Linked DNA regions of Ovis aries: region 2 is linked to region 1. A link is a contact called in public Hi-C data. All regions are on one chromosome and are shown on one strand. The core of a region is the stretch at or near the end of the contact, and the rest is flanking DNA. Distances in the headings are between cores, read along the strand shown.

The links. Hi-C and Micro-C count contacts between places; a contact is called where the count stands out from the background.
Region 2: a Hi-C map of liver shows a contact between it and region 1, with 4 times the contacts expected there. The contact joins two enhancer-like sites. A contact is called at or near these places in 14 of 16 Hi-C or Micro-C datasets (blood, hypothalamus, liver and 7 more).

The regions. Positions count from the first base shown.
Region 1 is chr3:99,443,317-99,450,042 of ARS-UI_Ramb_v3.0, reverse strand. No RefSeq gene overlaps it. Among named protein-coding and RNA genes, the nearest start is that of IL1RL2, 35 kb to the left of the region's middle. Within about 2 kb of position 1,367, at least 18 of the 54 cell types and tissues checked have an H3K27ac peak or open chromatin away from gene starts, as enhancers often do. A contact at or near this core is called in liver, where this site is marked.
Region 2 is chr3:99,748,167-99,754,393 of ARS-UI_Ramb_v3.0, reverse strand. IL1R2 (interleukin 1 receptor type 2) reads left to right here. Exons shown (of 10, transcript XM_060412382.1): 7 at 2,565-2,627; 8 at 5,945-6,080. Among named protein-coding and RNA genes, the nearest start is that of IL1R2, 27 kb to the left of the region's middle. Within about 2 kb of position 1,268, at least 9 of the 54 cell types and tissues checked have an H3K27ac peak or open chromatin away from gene starts, as enhancers often do. A contact at or near this core is called in liver, where this site is marked.

The DNA.
Region 1 (6,726 bases), core at 118-2,617:
ATGCAGGAGGTGCTGGGGTGGCATTCTTAGACCCACCTGAGCTCTGCCACAGAGGAGAGCTGGATGGGGTGAGAGCCAGCGGTCCCAGTGGACTCAAAGCCTGTGCCTGAAGACTGTGTACCCCTGACCTCCTCTGTCCACAATGAAATACTGTGTTGTTCAGTCACTCAGTTGTGCCTGACTCTGTGACCTCACGGACTGCAGCACACCAGGCTTCCCTGTCCGTCACTATCTCCCAGAGCTTGCTCAATCTCATGACCATTGATTCAGTGATACCATCCAACCATCTCATCCTCTCTCATCCCCTACCTGCCCTCAATCTTTCCCAGCATCAGGGTCTTTTCCAGTGAGTTAGCTCTTTGTATCAGGTGGCCAAAGTACTGAAGCTTCAGCATCAGTCCTTCCAATGAATATTCAGGGTTGGTTTCCTTTAGGATTGACTGATTTGATCTTGCTGTCCAAGGGACTCTCAAGAGTCTTCTCCAGTATCGCAGTTCTAAAGCATCAATTCTTCGGTGCTCAGCCTTCCTTATAATCTAACTCACATCCATACATGACTACTGGAAACACCACAGCTTTGACTATACGGACCTTTGTTGGCAAAGTCACACCTCTGCTTTCTAATACATTGTCAAGGTTTACTATAGCTTTTCTTCCAAGGAGCGAGTGACGTTTAATTTCATGGCTGCAGTCACCATCCACAAGGCTTTTCTGGTGGCTCAGACAGTGAAGAATTTGCCTGCCAATGCAGGAGGTGCGAGTTTGTTCCCTGGGTCAGGGCATGGCAACCCACTGCAGTATTCTTGCCTGGGGAAGCCTATGGACAGAGGAGCCTGGCAAGGCTACCGTTCATGGGGCCACAAAGAGTCAGACCTGACTGAGCAGCTAACACTTTCACTTTTCAACCATTGTCCGCAGAGATTCTGGGGACTAAAAAAAGTAAAATCTGTCCCTGTTTCCACCTTTCCCCCCTATTTGCCATGAAGTTATGGGACTGGATGCCATGATCTTCAGTTTTTGACTGTTGAGTTTTAAGCCAGCCTTTTCACGCTCCCCTTTCACCCCCATCAACAGGCTGTATCAAGTGGTGAGTCTGGCTCCTCTTGGGTTGCATAACTTCTGGGTCAAAGTGCTTTGTTCTTCTGTGACCGCAGGGCGGCGGAAGTCTTCCCTGTAGCCAAGTCTTGAGCCAACAGGACTTCCTGCCTGTGTAACAGGATGACATCAAGAGGGAAAGAAAGTAGCCCCGTGGGTGAAGGATCTTGTGAAAGAGAAAAGCATTTCCTCTCTTGAGACAGGGGGAACCGAGGTTAACGCCCCAGCTTGGAGCCATCAAAGATCTCCCCGCGGCGCTACTGCGCCCTCTGCTGGCGAATCCGAGTGAACGCGCCCCTTGTTTGGGAGCCTGCAGCATCCCGGACTGAGAACGCAGCATCCTTACCCTCGCAGGTGCCCGCGCAGCCTGTCGGGGTCTCCACCTTAAGGCCATTTTGTCTCCTCCTTCTTAGGCTGTGGGAAAGGTTGAGAGAGGGCCATTTTCTAAGCCTGCCACTGAGTTTCTAACCCTCGGGCTTTCAAGCCTGCAGCCCTCTGTCCACGAGTTGTGATGGGGACCAGGAGGCTGCGCTTTCATGCCCACAAGGCAGGGGTCTGAGGTGGTGATTCCTGAAAGATTGCCCCGCCGCATACTGCCTGGGTTCCAACCACACTCCGCACCTACTGAGTTCATCTGCTAAATCTGACTTCTTAGTCCCTCAAGGCAGTATTCTGCTTTAGTTTCTTCCTCTGTAAAAAAAAACAAAAACAAAAAAAAACCAAGTATCAATATTGCAGGACAATCAGCCAGTAAAACTGGTGCCTAGTGAGACCTCAGTGAGCGCTGGCTTTTATCATTCTTACATTGTTGCAGTAATTCATGGGCTTCCCTGGTAGCTCAGCTGGCAATGCATAAGGCGCAGGTTCCATCTCTGGGTCAGAGAGATCCCCTGGAGAGGGCATGGCACCCCACTCCAGTGTTCTTGCCTGGGAAATCCCGTGGACAGAGGAGCCTGGTGGGCTACAGTCTACGGGGTCACAAGAGAGTCGGACACGACTCAGTGACTGAACAACACCAGTGATACTTCATATTATTTTTACTGTGATGTCATTTTTACTATAACTGTTATTTCACAGTTATTAATTTTGTTGCCACACTAATGATAACAGCGATAAGTAACATTTACGGAGCGCTCACAACATTTCAGACATTTTTCTACATGCTCTGTACATAATGGCTCATCATCAGCGCTGCGAGGAGGCACCCTAAGGATTTCCACTTTGCAAGTGAGGAAGGAGCCTTGGTCTGGTGTTAGAGGGGCTTGGGAGGCAGAGAACCTGGGTTCCGGGTGGCTAGTCTCGCTGTTCCATTAGCCCAGTGAGCCATCTCTAGAATCCAGGTAACAGTAATACTTTCTTGATAGAGAGTAGTAAATATTAAGTGCAATATGTGGAAAGGGCTGGAAGTCCTACACACAACTGCTAATCAGTATTACTGTGAATATAGTTTACCCAAGACTAATGTATATAACTGAGTTCAGAGTAGTTCCACCTTATGAAAAACCTGATTTTACATATATAAAAAATAAGCTCATGAATTCAGAGAGTGATTATAACGGGTTGGCCAAGACATTTGTTCGATGTTTTACATAACATCTTACAGGGAAAAACATGAGTGAGCTTTTGACCAACCCAATATTTTTGCTTTTTTAGTGAAAATAGATTATGGGGCTCATTTAGTGAGTGACTCTCAAAGTTTATATGAACCAAATAAAAAAATGTAAAAACATAAAACACTGAAAAAATATAGATATATATTATATTGGATCCAAATAAAGGAAAGGAAGGACGTATTTTCCCCCATAATTGTAAGTAAAATAGAAAAGCATAGAATAAACTGAAAAAAATGTGAGCAAGAATAAGAAAGATAAGGATTGCTATTCTTAATGCCCACTAGAAAAAGGGCCAGAAGATATGAATAGGAAATTCATAAAATAAGGGCAAATGCCTAGAAGAGAAAGTGGGGAACATGGCAAGTCACCTGTCGCTACAAGTTCAGGACGCTTACAATGTGCCAGACTCCTACACTAACCTCTTCAATATAATCTCTCATTTACTACTGTCAGTGACCTTATATTTTCTCCACATTAAAAATGAAGAAGTTAAGGATATAAGAGGTCACCCAGGAGTAAGCAGTTGCAAGAAATGGGCCTAGGGAAATGCATCACTAAGTGTTTAATGATACTGTAGCTTTGCCCTTAAGTGTCTTGATGTGATAATAATAGTATCGTTATGTTTCCAAAAGAGTCCTTGCATTTTGGATGGGATATAACGAAGCATTTATGGATGAAATACTAGGATGTCAGAGATTAGCCTCAAAATAATTCAGCATAGAGAGAGGAGGAACCCTTTAGAGAATGGGTGAAAAAAGATGACTGTGAACGATGTTCATCGGGGCCCATGGTATTATTCTCTCTATTTTTGTATATATGTGAACTTTTCTCCAAAATAAGTTTGAACATTCCAGTAGGTTAAAAGGAGATTTTAAAAAAAACAACTATCTCTCAGACACTTGAGCAAATTTGCCTATGAAAAAAGAAAAAGATTTGTTTTTCTAGCTAAGGGAAAAGGCGTGTGGTTTTCTTTTATTTTCAAAAATATAAAGAGCTTTTCCTTTTCCTGATTATTTGCCCATTGGAAACATTTGTAAAAACATGAAAGTATTAAAAATGTTTACTAATATTTTTGTGTATATATGAATATTTACATAGATCTGATCTCACAATCTGTACCTAATTGTTCCCCAATAACAGACTAATATATCAGCATGCCAGCATATCATGGACATAATTACAATCCAATAAGATAGAACTACATGGTTTTTGTTGAGATATAATTGACATATAACTATACTAGTTTCAGGTTACGACATAATGATTTGATATTTGTATTATTGTGACACGGTCCCCACAATAAGTCTGGTTAACATCCCTCATCACACATAGTTGCCATTTTTCTTTCTGTAATGAGAATTTTCAAGATCTCCTTTCTTGGGACCTTTCAAACATACAACACAGGATTATTAACTATATTCCCCACCTACCAGTTTCAATGGTTGCCTAGCATCCTACAGGAATGCCCTCATTGCTCAAAGAGTAAAGAATCTACCTGCACTTCAGGAGACCTGGGTTTGATCCGTGGTCAGGAAGATCCCCTGGAGAAGGAAATGGCAACCCACTCCAGTATTCTTGCCTGGGAACACCATGGACAGAGGAGCCTGGAGGGCCACAGTCCAGGGGGTCGCAAACAGTCGGACACAACTGAGCAACTAATACTAGCATCCCATTGGATGGAAGTATTATAATTTTTAAACTAATCCTTGATTTAAGGATCTTTCGGGACTTCCCTGGTGGTCCTGTGGTTAAGACTTCACCTCCCAGCACAGGGGATTCGATTCCTGGTCGGGGAGCTAAGATTCTACATGTCTCATGGCTAAAAATCCAAAACATAAAACCAAAGCAATATTGTAATGCATTCAATAAAGACTTTTAAAAATGGTCCATAAAAAAATCTTTAAAAAAATTTTATAAAAAAAGGGTCTTTAGGTTTTTTCCAATTTGTTGCTTTTGCAAATGTGGTGCATTCATCTGGTGATTTGCCTTGGATAGGTGACTGGAAATAGAATTTCCAAGTTAAGACATCTGAAACACCCTTCCAAATTCCCCTTCAGAAAGCTTGTGGTTGTGACTCATACCATACTGGTTGAAGATACCAGAGAGTGAAATCTTTATTCATAGATGAAGAATTTCAGGCTCATGTTTGAATTGTTATTTTGGTCATAACAATGGAAAAATTCTTGTTTATACATTTGTGTATGCTTCAAAAGAGATGATCAACAAGATGGGGTGGGATATTTGGGGCTTGAAGGGCCAGGTTACACACTTCTCGGGGCGGGGGAAGTGTGTAACCTGTGTAAAGGAGTTCAGTTCAGTCGCTCAGTCGTGTCTGACTCTTTGCGACCCCATGAATCGCAGCACGCCAGGCCTCCCTGTCCATCACCAACTCCCAGAGTTCACTCAGACTCACGTCCATCGAGTCGGTGATGCCATCCAGCCATCTCATCCTCTGTCGTCCCCTTCTCCTCCTGCCCCCAATCCCTCCCAGCATCAGAGTCTTTTCCAATGAGTCAGCTCTTCACATGAGGTGGCCAAATTACTGGAGTTTCAGCTTCAGCATCATTCCCTGCAAAGAAATCCCAGGGCTAATCTCCTTCAGAATGGACTGGTTGGATCTCCTTGCAGTCCAAGGGACTCTCAAGAGTCTTCTCCAACACCCCAGTTCAAACGCATTAATTCTTTGGTGCTCAGCCTTCTTCACAGTCCAACTCTCACATCCATACATGACCACAGGAAAAACCATAGCCTTGACTAGACGGACCTTTGTTGCCAAAGTAATGTTTCTGCTTTTGAATATACTATCTAGGTTGGTCATAACTTTTCTTCCAAGGAGTAAGTGTCTTTTAATTTCATGGCTGCAGTCACCATCTGCAGTGATTTTGGAGCCCCCCAAAATAAAGTCTGACACTGTTTCTCCTGTTTCCCCATCTATTTCCCATGAAGTGATGGGACCAGATGCCTTGATCTTCGTTTTCTGAATGTTGAACTTTAAGCCAACTTTTTCACTCTCCTCTTTCACTTTCATCGAGAGCGTTTTTAGCTCCTCTTCACTTTCTGCCATAAGGGTGGTGTCGAAGGTCAGGAACGGTGGCGGTAAGGAGATACCCCTCGTCCAAGGTAAGGAGCAGCGGCTGTGCTTTGCTGGAGCAGCCGTGAAGAGATACCCCACGCCAAGGTAAGAGAAACCCAAGTAAGATGGTATGTGTTGCAAGAGGGCATCAGAGGTTAGACACACTGAAACCATACTCACAGAAAACTAGTTAATCTTATCATACTAGGACCACAGCCTTGTCTAACTGCCGTGAAACCAAGCCATGCCTATGGGGTAACCCAAGACGGGTGGGTCATGGTGGAGAGGCCTGACAGAATGTGGTCCACTGGAGAAGGGAATGGCAAGCCACTTCAGTATTCTTGCCTTGAGAACCCCATGAACAGTATGAAAAGAAAAATGGTACAGATGATCCTATTTGCAAAGCAGAAATAGAAACACAGATATAGAAAACAAATGTTTGAACACCAAGCGGGAAAGAGGGATGGAAGGAACTGGGAGATGGGGATTCACACATATTCACTATTGATACTGTGTATACAATAGATAGGGCTTCCCAGGTAGCTCGGAGGTAAAACAAAGAAAAAAAAAAATGTCCGTCTGCCAATGCAGAAGCCTCAGGAGATGTGAGTTCAATCCCTGGGTCTGGAAGATCCCCTGGAAGAGGGCGTGGTAACCCGCTCCAGCATTCTTGCCTGGAGCATCCCATGGACACAATCCATGGGGTCGCACAGAGTTGGACACGACTGAAGTGACTTGGCACATACAGTAGGTGACTAATAGGAACATACTGTAGAGCACAGGGAGCTCTGTTTAATGCTCTGAGGTGGCCTGAATGGGGAAGTCTGGACAGGAGGGCATATATGTGTATCTATGATTGATTCATTTTGCTATACAGTAGAAACGTATAAACGTTGTAAAGCAAGTCTACTCCAATACAAATCAATTTTAAAAAATCTGCTTCTT
Region 2 (6,227 bases), core at 19-2,518, 300 kb before region 1:
GTCCGTTTGGAAGGCTTGCACCTGGAGGGCCAGTCATCAGAGCCCAGTTGCCGTAACTTTGTGTCTAATTCTAGATGTGCATGCGTGCTCAGTTGGTGGGTCATGTCTGACTCTTTGTGACCCCATGAACTGTAGCCCACCAGGCTCCTCTGTCCATGAGATTTCCCAAGCAAGAATGCTGGAGTGGGTTGCCATTTCCTTCTCCTAATTCTAGGATACTAGGATTTTTTGGAGTTTTCAATGAGAAGTCTATACATTGGTACAGCTGGTGAAAAAAAATCTCTCCTTTTTGATCTTCCCCAAGCATGTCTAGCCTGAAGGCTCAGACGGTAAACAATCTTCCTGCAGTGCAGGAGACCCAGGTTCAATCCCTGGGTTGTGGAAATCCCCTGGATTTGGAAATGACAAGCCACTCCAGTATTCTTGCCTGGAGAATTCCATGGACAGAAGAGCCTGGTGGGCTACAGCCCAGGGTGTCGCAAAGAGTCGGGCACGGCTGAGAAAGCTGAGCGACTAACACACAAGTGTGTCTCGTGGCTCTTGAAACCAGGATTTAAAATAGCAAGGGCGCGCATTGGTTTATATGAGTTCTACCTGAAAATAATGTGTGAACAGTACCAATTAGCATTTCAGGTTTGGTCACTGTTTCTTCCATGCCTCCTACGTGCTGGGCATCAAGCTTGGTGCACGAGGCGCACAGGCGGTGAAGTCCTGGCCCCTGCTCTGGACAGTATGGTGCTTCTCTTAATTTTATACACTGAACAACTACACAATCGGGGTCTTTTCAGGGCTTCCCAGGTGGCACTAGTGGTAAAGAATCCGCCTGCCAGTGCAGGAGGTGCACGTGATAAGGGTTCGATCCCTGGGTCAGGAAGATCCCTTGGAGGAGGGACTGGCAACTTACTCCAGTACTCTTGCCTGGAGAATCCCATGGACAGAGGAGCCTGGCAGGCTACAGTCCATGGGGTGGCAAAGAGTTGGGCATGACTGAGCAAGTGAGCAGACACACACACACTCACACACGGACATTTCAGAGAGCTTTGAAACTATGTTCAGGCATATAATTAGTCTACAAAGGGAAAAGACTTTCTTCTCCCAGAGAATACAGAGATTCAGTCTTAGTACAGGGAAAATCGAGTCTTCCATGAACGGAAGTCTCTCTGTCTGGTGAGGATTCAATCACATCAGCCCCTTGCTCCCCTGCAGAGGGGATCCCCCAGAATCCTGACCCCCCTCCACCGTTGTCCTGTTCATGTGATACTGCACAGGAACACGAGGGGGCGCCAACCTACCTACTATCCTGTGTCCTGAGGACCACACTGTGTCTCAGCTGCTTTCAAGGGTGGTCCTCGGCCAGCTGCAGCATCACTTGGGTACTCATCAGACACGCAGACGCTCAGGCCTCCTCCCAGACATACTGAACAAGAAACAGTGAGCAGCCCATATTTAATAAGCTCCCAGGTGATCCTGACGTGCCCTGGACTTTCGACGCATGGATGTATCTCGTCCTTGGGGCATCTTTCTCCCCTCTCTGCCTCCCTGAAGCAGCCCTGTGACCTTGGAGGGAGGCGCAGGCTCATGATCTCGGTCACTGGAGAAGCCGGCTGCTCTCTGGGCTCACCTGGGATGCTGCCTAAAGCTTATCCCATTAGGGTTTCAGATGCTCTTTAGTGGAAGACATGAGGATGGAGCCGTGGTGGACGTGGGCAGCCCTTCATCCACCATTTGCTGGCCTTTCTGCCCCAGTTGAGATGCCCAGTTTCTTCAAGCTGCTGGGAGAACTGCCTCTTGGGGAGCTGGGCTCTGATTCCCCAGCAGAGTCAGTTTCCTCAATTGCAAGCCCAGGTGGCCAAGCTGGGTTGCCTTGTCTCTCTCAGTGTGGGGTTAGCAGGTTCCCCAGGTGGCCATTCCCAGTGGCACCCGCCTGCCAACGCAGGAGTCTCAGGCTTGATCCCAGGGTCGGGAACAGCCCCTGGAGGAGGGCACGGCAACCCACTCCAGTATTCTCGCCTGGAAAATCCCATGGACAGAGGAGCCTGGTGGGCTACAGTCCATAGAATCGCATAAAATCTGACACAGCTGAAGCGGCTTAGCATACACACGGGTGAGCATCACAAACAGGTGGTTCTGGATGTCCTGTGCCTTTTTTATTTTTCACAAGTGACTCCAGGACTCTGTGGCAGGTGCGGAGGGGGCTACTGTAGGGTGAGGAGCCTTTGAAGGAACGCCCGTCCCATGGACATTGAGAACATTCTTGTTAAGGGTTCATTCAGGAAGCCAGGGAGTGGAATGGTTAATTGTTATCACAGAGCATAGGACATCTGCGAGAGGAATGTGTGTTTAACTGCGGCTTCTTCCAGTAATCTCTCTTCTGGGAAAAGCGTTGGCCAAAGAGCCTCAATTTCGTGGCTAGCCAGTTTCCTTTGCCAGACAAAAGCAGAGTCTCACAATGTCTGGCTCTGCGGCAAAAGAGAATTTAGCTAATTAGCTAAACAATAGACCCTGACCCTGAGCTCGCACTGAAGCGCTTCCTCATTGAATCTCCTTTCCTCCTGCTTTCTCAGAACGAGAGGAGGAGACCATTCCTGTGATCATCTCTCCCCACCAGACCATCTCAGCCTCGCTGGGTAAGGACCGTGTGATCCATGGGGGTGCCTGCAATCTCAAACCTGGGGCCCTGGGACCGCTGTGTCACCCACTGTGCCTGCCCTGGGGGATGCACCTCTCGGGTGGAGACCCTCCCTGCAAGAAATAACAATGTTGTTACTCCAGCGAGAATTAACAAGTGTGAGGGAGCATTTTTCTTTGTCAAATGTTTGTAGAAATGGCATGGTTTGGAAGAATGCATATTTAACTTCTTGAAAACTCTACCTACAAAAAAAACTCCATGTAAAAAATCAGAACATTCTGTGGCCATTGTTAACTACATGAAAGGATAATTGATGGCAAGATGTCCCAGGCAGCACCTGAGGTGTATTTAAAATATTAATAATTCACTTCACCAACATGTGGCTAATGCTAGCATTACGCCCAAGGCTCAGACTGCCCTGCTGGCTCCCTGGAGACAGTTTCTTGTCGCTTACTCTCAGGTCAGTGGGTCAAGGGAGGTAATGCTTGTCAGAGGTTTTCATTTTTCACCCTTTCATTGTTCTGGCCAGCACACACTTTCTTATCAAACACTGTCTAATAAGATGTCTTTCAATGCCAACATCAACCCTGTGGGATGGTCTTATTTCTCCCATTTTCCAGAAGAAAAGCTGCCTGGGGTGAAGGTGGTGGGGGTCATTGGCTCAGTGTCTGTCAAAAAGTCTCAGTTGAGTCTGGCTGGGGTTCAGACTCAGGCCTGTGTGTCTGTGAGGCCCGTACCTTGTGTGTGTGTTTGTTTTTATATAATCGTTTTTTAGGTCTTATGCTCATTTATTAAACCCTGGCTGCAGAGTTCTGTCTCTCCATCTATCAATCATATGTCTATTGACCCACCAATCATTTATCCGTCCTTCCATCCATTCATCCATCCGTCCTTCCATCCATCCTTCCATCCATCCATCCATCCATCCATCCATCCATCCATCCATCTATCTATCCATCCATCCTTCCTTCCATCCATCCGCCTACCTATTTCTTCTGTTTGGCCTTAGGCTCATATTTTAAGGGCTTCCCCGGTGGCTCAGATGGTAAAGAATCTGCCTGCAATGCAGGAGACCTGGGTTTGATCCCTGGGTTGGGAAGATGCCCTGGAGAAGGGAGTGGCTACCCACACCAGTATTCTTGAGACTCCCCTGGTGGCTCAAACGGTATTCTCCAGTGTTCTTGCCTGGAGAAGCCCATGGATGGGAGAGCCTGGTGGGCTGCAGTGTCTGGGGTTGCAGAGTTGGACATGACTGGGCAACTAGCACTTATATTTTAAACTTTAACTGTTGACCATGGAGCCTAGGGGGCTCTTGCAGATGCTGGGGTTGTGGCCTGACACCTGAGTTGCGGCTCCCGAGGCTATCTGGGCTCTCAGAAGAGCCTTCTGGAAGCCTGGGGAGGCGGGGACCCAGGTCAGTGCTGCCCCCGGCTCCTCCATGTTCCTGAGCCCACAAAACTGTGCCTCCCACCCCGTTGCTTTGCACGCATGGATGTGCCAGGCAGAGTCCCTTGTGGCCGGATTGAATGGGCTGCTTCTGCCTGAGAAATCTTTTAAGGTCAGAGGGGTGTCCAGGAAGAACAAAAGTAGGCTTTCTGAGCCTGAAGTGGGGCTGCGGGGTTAAAGCCCATGCCCCAGGGAGGCCCATCTCTCGAGAAAGACATGCATGGGCAGGATTTCTTCTTTTGTTCCCAACTTTGGTGACTAAAAAAAAAGACAGTGATTGAGGCAAGGGACTCAGGACTATCACATCGCACAACTGTAGAAGGCACCCCTCATGTAAAAGACAGTGGCTTTTTCTTTTGAAAGAAGTTTTTATTTTGTATTGGGGTATAGTCAATTAGGGGACTTCCCTGGTGGCTCAGACGGTAAAGCATCTATCTACAATGTGGGAAACCTGGGTTCAATCCCTGGGTTGGGAAGATCCCCTGGAGAAGGAAATGGCAATCCACTCCAGTACTATTGGCTGGAAACTCGCATGGACAGAGGAGCCTGGTAGGCTACAGTCCGTGGGGTTGCAAAGAGTTGGACACGACTGAGCGGCTTCACTTTCACTTTCATAGTCAGTTAACAATGTTGTGATAGTTTCAGGTGAACAGCGAAGGGACTCAGCCGTACATATGCATGTATCCATTCTCCCCAGACTCCCCTCCCATCCAGGCTGCCGCATGACATTGAGCAGAGCTCCCTGTGCTCTACAGCAGGCCCTTGTTTCATCCATTTTAAATAACGCAGTGTGTACATGTTCATCCCAAACTCCTCAACTATCCTTTCCCCCGCTTCTTCCCTGCAGGCAGCCGTAAGTTCCATCTCTAAGTCTCTGAGCCTGTTTGTGTATTGTAAGTTCATTTGTATCATTTCTTTTCAGAGTCCACACATAAGGGATGTCATATTTCTCCTTCTCTGTCTGACTCACCTCACTCCACGTGACAGTTTCTAGGGCTTCCCACGTTGCTGCAAATGGCGTTGTTTTGTTCTTTTATCTGCTTAGTAATATTCCATTGTATATACGTGCCACGTCTTCTTTGGGCTTCCCTGGTGGCTCGGATGGTAAAGAATCTGCCTGCAATGCAGATTCAATCCCTGGGTCAGGAATCTTACCCTGGAGAAGGGAATGGAAACCCACTCTAACATTCTTGCCTAGAGAGTCCCATGAACAGAGGAGCCTGGTGGAGATGTAGGGTCGCAGAGAGTCAGACACGACTGAGCGACTCACACACACACACGCACACACACACATCCCGTTCCCTCGTATATACGCACCACATCTTCTCCACCCGCTCCTCTGTGGACAGTTCGGTCGCTCCCATGTCCCGGCTATTGTAAATGGTGCTGCAGTGAACACTGAGGTGCATGTATCCTTTTGGACCATGAATGGTAAACACAGTGACTTTTGAAAGGGTTAATCCTAGATGAACACGACCTGGGTGGAGAGCTCCCTGGGCAAACAGGAGAGCTGAGACCAGCAGTGGGCAGAGAGAATCCACACCCCCATCCGGATTTTTGGAGGCAGCGAGAATGAATTGTGGAGGAAGGTGGCCTGGGACTTCAGAATGCTCTGTAGGAGCCCAGTGGCCTTGGGAAGCTGTTTGCCTCTGGCTTTCCATCTACCATGAGGAAGGAGCTGGAGATGCTTAGTGAATACTGGCGCTCGAGGTGAAAGCTTAAGGGAACTAACATTCCTTCTAAGAAAAATAACAGTGTGGTGAGGGTGTCTGAGAAGAAGTGGAAAGGCCCACTGCTCAGATGCCCTGACGTGACCCCTGTCCGCCCGCTGGGTTCTGACATCTGATGCACTATGTCTTGCTGTCACAGGGTCAAGGCTGACAATCCCATGTAAGGTGTTTCTGGGAGCCGGCATACACACAACCACTCTGCTGTGGTGGACGGCCAACAACACCCGCATAGAGGACGCCTACCACGGGGGCCGCGTGACCGAGGGGGAGCGCCAGTAAGTGATGGGGCGGATCTTCCTTGTCAGCTGGGCACAGCTGTTGTGACCCTCTGCAGACGACACTTCCTTGTACAGACAGTGTCCTAGCCAACCCATCCTATATGACATACACACACACACCACAGTACAAACCCATATATATTT